Regions from separate parts of the Sus scrofa genome. Here region 2 is linked to region 1. The links are chromatin contacts, called in public HiChIP or PLAC-seq maps. All regions are on one chromosome and are shown on one strand. The core of a region is the stretch at or near the end of the contact, and the rest is flanking DNA. Distances in the headings are between cores, read along the strand shown.

Evidence for each region. HiChIP or PLAC-seq counts read pairs in DNA pulled down with a chosen protein or histone mark.
Region 2: a contact with region 1 is called in an H3K27ac HiChIP or PLAC-seq map of alveolar macrophages. The contact joins the promoter of STXBP1 here to the promoter of ZNF79 in region 1. A contact is called at or near these places in 1 of 47 Hi-C or Micro-C datasets (heart right ventricle) and 1 of 2 datasets of contacts at active chromatin or transcription factors (alveolar macrophages).

The regions. Positions count from the first base shown.
Region 1 is chr1:267,940,513-267,943,212 of Sscrofa11.1, forward strand. ZNF79 (zinc finger protein 79) reads left to right here and starts at 1,441. Exons shown (of 5, transcript XM_003480610.4): 1 at 1,441-1,896. The coding sequence starts at 1,884.
Region 2 is chr1:268,114,827-268,117,526 of Sscrofa11.1, forward strand. It overlaps STXBP1 (syntaxin-binding protein 1), which reads left to right and starts at 1,298. Exons shown (of 20, transcript XM_005660443.3): 1 at 1,298-1,528. The coding sequence starts at 1,492. LOC106509264 (a long non-coding RNA gene) reads right to left here and starts at 2,378. Exons shown (of 3, transcript XR_001306631.2): 1 at 2,169-2,378.

The DNA of each region.
Region 1 (2,700 bases), core at 191-2,690:
CCAGCCCCATCTGGCAGTCCCGTATTTACCCTAGAAGCCCCGCCGGCCACCATCAGGCGTAGGACGAAGTGGGGCAGGATGAAACATTCCCAGAGGACCGGTGCAGCAGAAACTGTGCTTTACCCAGCCGAGGATAAAAATGTGCCCTGCCGGCCGACATCCACCCTATCTTCCACTCCCAAGAACAGCTAACGTCCAGGAGAATCCTGGCTTCTGAGAACTTGAGGCAAGGCATTTCCTAACGCCACCTAGTGTCCATGAGGGAGAATTGCATCAGCTGAAGCATGAATCTCTCTGCTGCCTCCCAGTGGCAATGGGTGGGTTCACAAGACTAAGGCGGGAAACTCCCCTGGTACCTCCTAATGGTCACTATGCGCTTAGCACCTGCTGGGCCTGGGGTGCGGGCAGAACACAGCTGGAAGAGGCCTCTAACTAAGGAATGCAGGAAGCCTCCAGAAGCTGGAAAAAGCAAGGAAACAGATTCTCCCTCTAGGAGGAAGGTAGCCCAGCACACACCTTGATTTTAGCCCAATGACATCCATCTCAGATTTCTGACCTCTAAAGTTGTAAGCCCCAAATTACACAAGCCCAAAGTAGAGAAGGGCTTATCCCAAACAGATCTGTGGGTGCGGCCTGCCTAATGGGGTGAATCCCCCTAAGATTCATAGAAGACCTACCCACAAACCTACAATTATATTGGCAAAAACACTACCAGCTCTAACTGAAAAGGACAGAGGCAGTACAAAAAGACGAGGCCTAGGGCCCCCAAACTCATTTCTGCTTCCCAGGTAACACATTCTTATCTCCTTAACGTCAAAATGCCTCTAAAAAACTAAACCGGTCTTCAGAACATTGATTAGTGAAGAACTGTCAACAGGCTTATGGGGCAATTTCATCAATGATCTGAGGAAGTCCACTAAAATATCCCCTGGTGCAGGAAAGAAGCCTCCAAAGACAGAATATTCGTTATCTCCTCTCGCAAGAGTTCTGATCGAACACTATTAAAGTGTGTTTCTGCCCCTGAAATTACTGAAGACAGCTCCTTCCTGCTGATAGGTTTTTATACTTTGAGCATTCCAAGACTGCTTCACACCAAGGGGCCCCCACTTCCTTTACTCGTCCTAAACTCTCAGCGGGGATCAAGAGGACCGTGGAGGTGGGGAGGTGGCTGGGTTTGAGCCCTGAGCTGAAGAACAAGGGAGAGAACCTCAGCAAGCCACAGCTCCGCGGACCACAAATCACTGAGGGAAAGTCAGGCGACTAGCGCTAGCGTCTGTCTGCGCCTGCGCTAAAAGCACCGCTCCCAGGATCCTTCGCGGCTAATTCGCGTGTTGTTTCAGAGGACCCCGACCATTGGTTCAGTGGACCCGAAAGGCATGTGGACCAAAGTATGATGGGAAATAGAGTCTGGGAGTAAGAACAGGCGGAAGCCTCTCTGGGAAATACGGTGCACGATGGTGTGCGGGAACCGAGAGAGGAAAAAAAAACGTTTTGGCCAAAAACGGAACCCAGAGATTCCTGGGAAATGAAGTCCGGTGGGGCAGGGAGGCCTATGCGCATGACCGGAAGTGGCGCTATTCAAGCGCGCCCCCTTTGGCGCGAGAGCCAGGCCCGCGACCGCAGTTTTCTGAGCGCGCTGAAGCCGGGGGCACTCTCTCGCGCGTACCCAGCGGCAGCTTTTTCATGCTGTGATGTGCTTGAGATCCAGTCGACAGTGAGAGACCCGGCTGGAAAGGTCCGACCTTGCTCAGCATCACAGGCTCAGACCTGGCCTGTGAGGGGAGAAGCCTGAGAGAAGAGCCCAGAGCGGGGTTGGGGCTGCAGTGAAGCGACGCTGACGCTCAGAGAACTGCTGGGAGGCGGTGGCGCGAGGTGGGACCCAGATGCTGGAGGAAGGTGAGAAGGAGTGGTGGAGCGGTTTGTGGCTTCCAGCTTGCCCACTAACACAGCTGCGTGGCCCGGATCAGAACTTGGTAGTTATCCTTTCCACAGGTGGTTGGGGACGATCCTTTTTTGAATAAAGAATTCCAGGGTCGAAAAAGTTTGAGGAGCTCAGCCTTGGATCATCTCTGAGTATCCTGTCCTTTACTCCGATCTGTTGATGGACCCATGGCATCGCAAAGTAGAGAGAAATAGACTCTAGGAAGGACAATGGGACGTACCCAGGGCCTCTCTATTGCTTCTGAATTTCCATCCCTCTTGAAGTAGCCAGGGATGCTCGGAATGGGAGCCTATTGGCTTCACCTGATACTGAGGGTGGGTTCAACCCATTTGGATTGTGAAACCGTGGAGGATACTCTGTATTTAGAATCAGAAGGCTGGGATTCCTGTTTAAGCTGTAAGGTATCAGCTGGGTCTCTTGACCTGTGTTTCTTCATGGAGGAAAAAGGTAAAATAACATTAACTACCTCCTTCACCTCTAAGAACTGTAAGCATCAAATAAAATAACATTTTTGAAAGCACCTTGAACGCTTTACTGAACAGAACTGTTGTGTATGTAATTTAACCACTGAGGCAATGCCGTCTTCCCCTAGACCAAAGGGTCCCTGAATTGTTCTGTCATTCCAGTGCAATTTCACACCCAGTATTTCACGCTGTCTTTCCTGAGAGACCTGGGAACACAAGCAGGAGGGTTACCTGTCTCCCCGTACTACCAAAGAGGGAGATAAGCACAGTGGATAGGTACAGATAGACACAACT
Region 2 (2,700 bases), core at 48-2,547, 170 kb after region 1:
TGAGAAGATGGCCAGATCTTTGTGTCCTGGGGCTGGTGGCTGAACTAGAACAAGTGGCCTCTTGTCCCTGTATGGCCAGTGTTCACTATGTGACCTTGGGAAAATCCTCCTTTAGGCCTCAACTTCTTTAGTTGTTGCTCAGTATTAAATAACTAGAATTGGATCTTTCAAATTCTAGAATTAGATCTTTCCTTTGTCGCCAGCAAAACACTTATCTTCCACGATCTCCTCCATCAATAAAATCCAGCAGGAGTTCCCGTCGTGGCTCAGTGGTTATTGAATCCGACTAGGAACCATGAGGTTTCAGGTTCGATCCCTGGCCTCGCTCGGTGGGTTAAGGATCTGGCGTTGCAAATGTAGGTGTAGGTCGCAAATGCGGCTCAGATCCCGTATTGCTGTGGCTGTGGTGTAGGCTGGTGGCCACGGCTCTGATTAGACCCTAGCCTGGGAACCTCCATATGCCGCAGGTGGGGCCCTAAAAAGACAAAAGACGAAAAAAAAAAAAATCCAGCAAAAACTGACCTGGGACCGCTTTGGTAAAGATGAATTCCAGGAAAGAGATAGTGAGCAGAGTCATCTCACAGCACATTCCTACTAGATTTGGGATCTAGATATTTCTAGACCTTGGTTGCCCAAAGGCTAGGATGGATGTCTCTCTTTTACGTGGCTAGGGCTCCAATGCCTAGAACATATAGCAGTGGGATAACAATAAATCTTTGCTAATGAATGGTATACAACCTGAGAGCAAGTCTGGTGTTCCTGAGCCTATTTTTTTAAATCTGAAAATGAAGATTAAATGTCCAATTATTGTGAAGATTTAATAATATGATGCATGTAAGGTATAGAGTTTGAAACATAAGAGCTCAGTAAATGGTGGATTTATGGATATGGGTACTCAGGCAAAGCTGGGGTCAATAAACCTCACGTTATGTTGTGGCTGGGATGGGTACTGCTAATAAGAGATCTAGCCTCTGGGTTCCTTTCGTGGGCAGGGGGAAAATGGGAGGCTCTCAGAAAGAGGAAAGGCAGGATGGAACGAGTCAAAAACCTTTGGCCAGGGTTTCAGGTGCGGAGGGACCCTTAGGATCCAGCTCCCCGGGAGCGCGCGTTGGCCAGGGCGCGCGTGGCGCGTGAGGCGAGGGGGACGGCGCGGCTCTCTCGCCACCCGGGGACCGCCTCGCATCCAGCCGCATCTCAGAGGGCGGGGCCGAGCCCCCGGGCCGCGGTGCGATTGGCCGAGGCGCGCGGGTGACGCTCACGGCTGGAGCTAGACCTGCCCCCGGCCGGACCCGCCCCCGAGCGCGCGCCGGCGGGTCGTCAGCCTCGCTCTGGCTCGCGCCGCGCCTCCGCGCCGAGTCCGCGCGTCAGTCGATCCCGAGCGCGGCTGCCGGGCGGCGGGCTGCAGCCAGCGGAGCGCGCCGATCCCGGGAGGCGGCGGTGTCCGCGGGCGTCTAGGGAGGAGGCTCGGAGCCCGGAGATTCGCGCAGCGCGATGGCCCCCATTGGCCTCAAAGCCGTGGTCGGAGAGAGTAAGTGGAGTCGGGGTCCTCCGCGCTGGCGGCCGCTACGGCTGCCTGGGAGAAGCCGGGCGCCGAACCTGCCCGCAGTCCCCCGGCCGCTGCTGGCCGCGCGCCCGACCCGGCCCGGGGCTCCTGGCTGGGAGGGTCCCGTTATTCCGGCGCCGCCCTCCTCGGAGGGAAGTCCCTCCCGGCCTCCTGCGGCCCGCGCCCGCTTCCCTTCTTCCCCCCTCTCGGCTTCCCGCATTCCTCCCCTTTCCCCCACCCCTCCCCTCATCGCCTCGCTCCTAACCCTTCATCCCACCCCTCGCCTCTTCGCCCCGTCCCTCCCCTCCACCCAATCCTTCTCCTTCCTCTTTACCTCCACCTCCCTCGCTCCATCCCAAGCCCCTTCACCGCCTGCGGCCCATTACCCTCCCCGGCACCCCATGCTTCACTCCCATTACCTTCCCCCCCGTTTCCCCTCTCCTTTTCCTGGCCTTCTTTATTCCCGAAGCTCTTTGATTCCACTCCTTTTTCCGTCTCCAGTCCCTCCCACTTTCCCACCCTCCTTGTGGAGTCGTGACGAGCGAGCTCCAGGCCTGCGTCCTCCTCCCTCTTCCTCCCCCCCTCCTGGGAGCCGGAGCCGCGGTCCCCGGCTGCGGAGACCCACCTGGGAGCGGCTCCGCGCGCCCTGGCTCAGACGCGCCGCTCGCCCAGCCCGGGCCACTCCTGGCAGCTGGAGAGGAGCCTGTTTTCCAAAGGCTTGGCACTGCTGGGCTGAGGCCGCCTCACTCCTCCAGATCCAGGATCTTGGCGTCAAGGGCGGGGTCTTATCAGGGTCCTGAACCGCCGTAAATCACCCCGGAGACGAGCAAAGCTTTACAGTGCGGCGGGAGGAGTGGCCCTGCCCAGCACCGCAGTCTGCAGTCTCCTGGTCGCAGGACCTAGCTGGTGCTTGGTTTCGGGCAGTTTCAAATCACTGTTGCAGGGAGGATATGGTGGTGCCTGGGTTTGGACGCAAAGCTCAGCGTAAATGGATTTTTAAAAATGGATGATGGTGGCGAATGCAGGCTGCAGCGGAGTGAGGGCTGACGGTGGCAATGTTTGGAAAACGGTGTCCCCACTGCTAAATAGGATTGGTGATACGTGTAGACAATAGTGCCTCCTCAATATTTTGGCTGTTTCTTTAACAAAACAAACAA